Linked DNA regions of Ovis aries: region 1 is linked to region 2. Evidence: chromatin contacts called from public Hi-C data. All regions are on one chromosome and are shown on one strand. The core of a region is the stretch at or near the end of the contact, and the rest is flanking DNA. Distances in the headings are between cores, read along the strand shown. Region 1 has its middle 180 kb from the start of C23H18orf21. Region 2 has its middle 29 kb from the start of C23H18orf21.

The links. A called contact is a pair of places that touch in the nucleus more often than the background predicts.
Region 1: a contact with region 2 is called in a Hi-C map of hypothalamus, with 6 times the contacts expected there. The contact joins two enhancer-like sites. A contact is called at or near these places in 4 of 16 Hi-C or Micro-C datasets (hypothalamus, muscle and tail adipose tissue).

The regions. Positions count from the first base shown.
Region 1 is chr23:21,684,757-21,687,456 of ARS-UI_Ramb_v3.0, forward strand. No RefSeq gene overlaps it. Among named protein-coding and RNA genes, the nearest start is that of C23H18orf21, 180 kb to the left of the region's middle. Within about 2 kb of position 1,340, at least 11 of the 54 cell types and tissues checked have an H3K27ac peak or open chromatin away from gene starts, as enhancers often do. A contact at or near this core is called in hypothalamus, where this site is marked.
Region 2 is chr23:21,537,991-21,540,690 of ARS-UI_Ramb_v3.0, forward strand. No RefSeq gene overlaps it. Among named protein-coding and RNA genes, the nearest start is that of C23H18orf21, 29 kb to the left of the region's middle. Within about 2 kb of position 1,366, at least 10 of the 54 cell types and tissues checked have an H3K27ac peak or open chromatin away from gene starts, as enhancers often do. A contact at or near this core is called in hypothalamus, where this site is marked.

The sequences.
Region 1 (2,700 bases), core at 90-2,589, 150 kb after region 2:
ATGGCACTCCACTTCAGTATTCTTGCCTGGAAAATGTGGTGGGCAGAGGAGCCTGGCAGACTACAGTCCATGGGGCCACAGAGTCGGACACGACTGAGCTCACATGTGAAGAGAGTTTCTTGCAGATAGCAGGTACTTGGGTCATTTTTAAAAAAAATCCATTCTGCCAAACTGTTTCTTGAATTGGTGTGTTTACCGTATTTACACTTAACATAATTATTAACATGCATAGATCCAGACCTCCCCTTTTCGTTTCCCATTTGTGCCCTCTGTTTTTCATTCTTGTGTTTCCCCTGCCTACCTTTGTTTAGGATACTTACACTTTTTTTGGCTGTGTGGGTGGCATGTGGGAGGATCTTAGTTCCTGAACCAGGGGGCCAACCCCTGCCCCTTGCAATAGAAGCAGAGTCTTAACCACTGAACTACTAGAGAATTCCCTTAAAATATTTTTAGTATCCCATTTTAAGTTATCCAGTATATTTTTGACATTACCTCTTCACATAATTTCTTCAGTGTTGCGAGAGACAATTTTCTTTGAGCACCTTGCTCTCCTACATCTTTTACTGTGCATGCAAAGAATGTGAAGCCCTGACCCCTGTTTTGCCTGGGCCATTTGGTGTCACGGGGTTGGGCACAAAGGACGGAGGATGCTGATGGGAAGGTGGTGGCCTGCACAGAGGAAGAAAGAAACCCTTGGGCCCACGCACCAGGCACCAGACCCTGGGAGCAGTAAGTGGCAAGCTCAGGTGGAGACCCTGGAGGAGGGGAGACAGGAAACTGGCCCTGTTTCTTTCCTGCTGCTCCCACCGTCCGCCGGTGGGAAGGGCTAGCTCCACGGCCCTGTTTGTTCCCTGATAACCCAGCCAGGGGAAAACGTGGCGTCCTGGTGTAAGGGACTCTCATCACTGTAATCCCTGCCTCCTGTGCAGGTGAGACTCCTGGGTCCATGTTCTCCTGGATTAAAAAGGCTCCGAAACTCAAAGGACAGGGTTCTGGCAAAGTTTGCAGAAGGGCATGAAACCTTCAGTGGCCTTGTGGGCGAGGTCCTATGGGCCATTCACCGTCCTGTGGTTGTGACTTCTGCCACGGAACGGAGGGGCAGAACCGAGGTGTTTAGTGCCTTCCCACTGGGTGAGTGACGGAGGGGATTCTCCTGCCCGGGGTCCCCGCGGGTACAGAAGTGCTAGAGCAACATCCAGGCCACATCCTCCCCTCCCTAAACCACCCCTGGTGCTCCAGCAGAAACAAAACGGAATTCCAGCTAGTGGAGAACAGTTTCAACGGTTTAATGGCTGCCACGCTACGCAGAGGCATTGCCTAGTATAACAGTGCCACCTGCTGGACAAGCTACCTACTACACTTTTTGTTTTTGGATTTGAGGGCCGTTATTGTGAACAGCGGCGCTCAGTTGTGCCTGACTCTTCATGTCTCTTTGTGACCCCCATGGACTGTAGCCCTACAAGCTAGGCTTCAACTGTATGTGAATTGAGAACTTTCAGATGTACAAACTGGGCTTAGAAAAGGGAAAGGTAACAGAGATTAAATTACCAACATCCGCTGGATCATCGAAAAAGCAAGAGAGTTCCAGAAAAACATCTACTTCTGCTTCATTGATTATGCTAAAGCCTTTGACTGTGTGGATCACAACGAACTGTGGAAAATTCTTCAAGAGATGGGAATACCAGACCATCTGACCTGCCTCCTGAGAAATCTGTATGTAAGTCAAGAAGAAACAATTAAAACTGGACATGGGACAAGGGACTGGTTCCAAATTGGGAAAACAGTACGTCAAGGTCGTATATTGTCACCCTGCTTATGTAACTTATATGCAGAGTACATCATGCAAAATGCCAGGCTGGATGAAGCACAAGCTGGAATCAGGATTGCTGGAGAAATGTCAACAACCTCAGATATGCATATGATACCACCCTAACAACAGAAAGTGAAGAGGAACTAAAGAGCCTCTTGATGAGGGTGAAAGAGGAGAGTGAAAAAGCTGGCTTAAAACTCAACATTCAAAAAACTAAGCTCATGGCATCCGGTCCCATCACTTTATGGCAAATAGATGGGGAAAAAGTAGAAACAGTGGCAGATTTTATTTTCTTGGGATTCACAGTTACTGCTGATGGTGACTGCAGCCATGAAATCAAAAGATGCTTGCTCCTTTGAACAAAAACTATGACAAACCTAAATGGCATATTAAAAAGCACAGACATTACTTTGCCAACAAAGTCCATGTAGTCAAAACTATGGTTTTTCCAGTAGTCATGTATGAATGTGAGAGTTGGACAATAAAGAAGGCTAACCCTGCTTATTTAACTTCTATGCAGAGTACATCATGAGAAACGCTGGGCTGGAAGAAGCACAAGCTGGAATCAAGATTGTTGGGAGAAATATCAATAACCTCAGATATGCAGATGACACCACCCTCATGGCAGAAAGTGAAGAGGAACTAAAAAGCCTCTTGATGAAAGTGAAAGAGGAGAGTGAAAAAGTTGGCTTAAAGCTCAACAGTCAGAAAACGAAGATCGTGGCATCTGGTCCCATCACTTCATGGGAAATAGATGGGAAACAGTGGAAACAGTGTCAGACTTTATTTTTTTTTTGGCTCCAAAATCACTGCAGATGGTGATTGCAGCCATGAAATTAAAAGACACTTACTTCTTGGAAGGAAAGTTATGATCAACATAGATAGCATAT
Region 2 (2,700 bases), core at 116-2,615:
TTACACAGTACATGAACCTAGAACTTCCAGATGCACAAGCTGGATTCACAAAAGGCAGAGGAACCAGAGATCAAATTGCCAGCGTCCATTGGATCATAGAAAAAGCGAAAGAATTCCAGTAAAATATCTACTTCTGCTTCATTGACCATGCTAAATAAAGCCTTTGACTGTGTGGATCACAACAAGCTGTGGAAAATTCTTAAAGAGATGGAAATACGAGAGCACCTTACCTGCCTCTGAGAAACCTGTATGCAGGTCAAGAAGTAACAGAACCAGACACAGAACAACGAACTGGTTCCAAATTGGGAAAGGAGTACGACAAGGCTGTATATTGTCACCTTGTTTATTTAACTTCTATGCAGAGTACATCAAGCAAAATGTTGGGCTGGATGAATCACAAGCTGGAATCATGATTGCCAGGAGAAATATCAACAACCACAGATATGCAGAGGATATGACTCTAATGGCAGAAAGCAAAGAGAAACTAAAGAGCTTCTTGATGAGGGTGAAGAAGGAGAGTGAAAAAGCTGGCTTAAAATTCAGCATTCAAAACACTAAGATGATAGCATCTGGTCCCATCACTTCATTGGCAAATAGATGGGGAAACAGTGGAAACACTGACAGATTTTCTTGAGCTGCATTCCTTCCAAAATCACAAAGGATGGTGACCGCAGCCATGAAATTAAAAAATGTTTGCTCCTTGGAAGAAAAGCTATGACAACCTAGAAAACATATTAAAAAGCAGAGACATTACTATGTTGATAAAGGTCCATATAGTCAAAGCCATGTAGTCATGTATGGATGTGAGAGTTGGACCATAAAGCAGATGACTAATCACGGAAGAGTGTCTAAGAATTGATGCTTTTGAACTGTGATGTTGGAGAAGGCTCTTGAGAGTCCTTTGGACAGCAAGGAGATCAAACCAGTCAATCCTAAAGGAAATCAGTCCTGAATATTCACTGGAAGGACTGAAGCTGAAGCTTCAATACTTTGGCCACCTGATGCGAAGAGCCAACTCACTGGAAAAGACCCTGATGCTGGGAAAGATTGAGGGCAGGAGGAGGACGACAGAGGATGTGATGGTTGGACGGCATCACAGACTTCATGGGCATGAGTTTGAGCAAGCTCTGGGAGATAGTGAAGGACAGGGGAGCCTGGAGTGCAGCAGTCCATGGAGTCGCAGAGTCGGAGACGACTGAACAAGCAGGGAAGAAAACCTTGTTTATGGGTTTAATCTACCACATGCAGTTCCCCACAGTCACCAGCAGGGGGAAAAAGTAGTTTCCTTTTTCCGATGGATCCGGGCTCCTCGAGGCTAATTCCTTAACCAAAGGGAAAGAAGGGAAGAGCGCCGGGCAGAGCTCGGTCAGTGCACGGAGGGGACTGGCCTAGAGCGGTCACTCGAAAGGCGAGGACCCGCGAAACCGAGTATGCATATTCCCAGCAGCTCTGTCTTTCCAGACACGCGGAGTAAGTTGGCTGGAACTCCCCGTGACCGCTCAGCCGGGCGTGCAGGGCTGCAGCGGCGCAAAGCCTGTTCCAGAGCGGCCGCAGCGGCGCGGGCAGGAGGGGTACCCAGGTGGGGCCACGCGCCCTCCGCGGGGGGACAGGTGAGCCCGCCCCCGAGTCCGAGAGGGAGCCAGGTGAGCGTCCGCCCGGATCCGCCGGTGACCAGGTGAGCCCACGTCCAGGGACTCTGGGGTCTCGGTCAGAGTCGGGTTGTAGGACTCAAGCAGCCAGTAGGCAAAATGGGTTGAAACGGAGAGCGAAGCCGGCTGGTGATTCGAGATACCTGCCTGGGCAAAGTTGTATCTTGCAGGGCGGGGGTCAGAGGGTCGGAAAGGACAGTCTTCTGCCAAGTGGGCTCACCGTATTAGCCTTAAAAATAAACTCTGCACCTGAGAGGATGTGTCAAAGGGATCTGAGAGTGGTCATTTTATTAGCGCTGCACGTTAAGCATGTCCTGCCCTCCAGGACCTTGGCTAAAGTGTGTCTTTGGTGACCAGTTGTAGAGCCTGTGTCTGTGCTCCAAAATAACCGCGTGGGCAGGTGATGAGCTGCGGCCGAAAGGAAACAGCCTCACTTTAGGGGTCTTTAAGATTGAAAGTCAGAGGGTGCTGAAGCAGCGAGAGAGATTGGAGACGGAAAGCAAAGATGAGCAAACAGAAAGATGAGCAAAGATGTGGGTAGGCAAGAAAAGGAACCGCGTGGAAACAGCCCGGTGGACCCCCCAGCTCGGTGAGGCGCGCGGGTTAGCCGCAGGAGTGTGTCAGGATTGACATGTGTCTGTCGAGAGCCTGACCCTGGACAGACGATTGGAGTCAGAGGAAGGAGGTCTTTGGTTAAGAACTCACTGGTTATCGCTGGTTATCGTGGTAGGAATGGAAACCTGTGCACCTTGTCAGCTGCAAGTTTTCTTCTGACAGATATTCAAATGTACAGAATTAATTGGATTAGGAGATAAACTGCCAGGTGCTGTGTGTTTCTACACCCGGATGAACATTCAAAGAGGACTCTCTGGAAATGCTTTTCATGTAAATAATAATTAGAATTCAAGATTAAAGTGTTGCAGAACAACATAAAAATTTTTTTATTACTGTCTTAATAATATTGCATGTAGCAGCAGTAGTACTCTAATTATATTTTAAAATATTTCAAGAATGTGTTCTTTTTAAGATAGCTAATTACAAGTTTAAAATA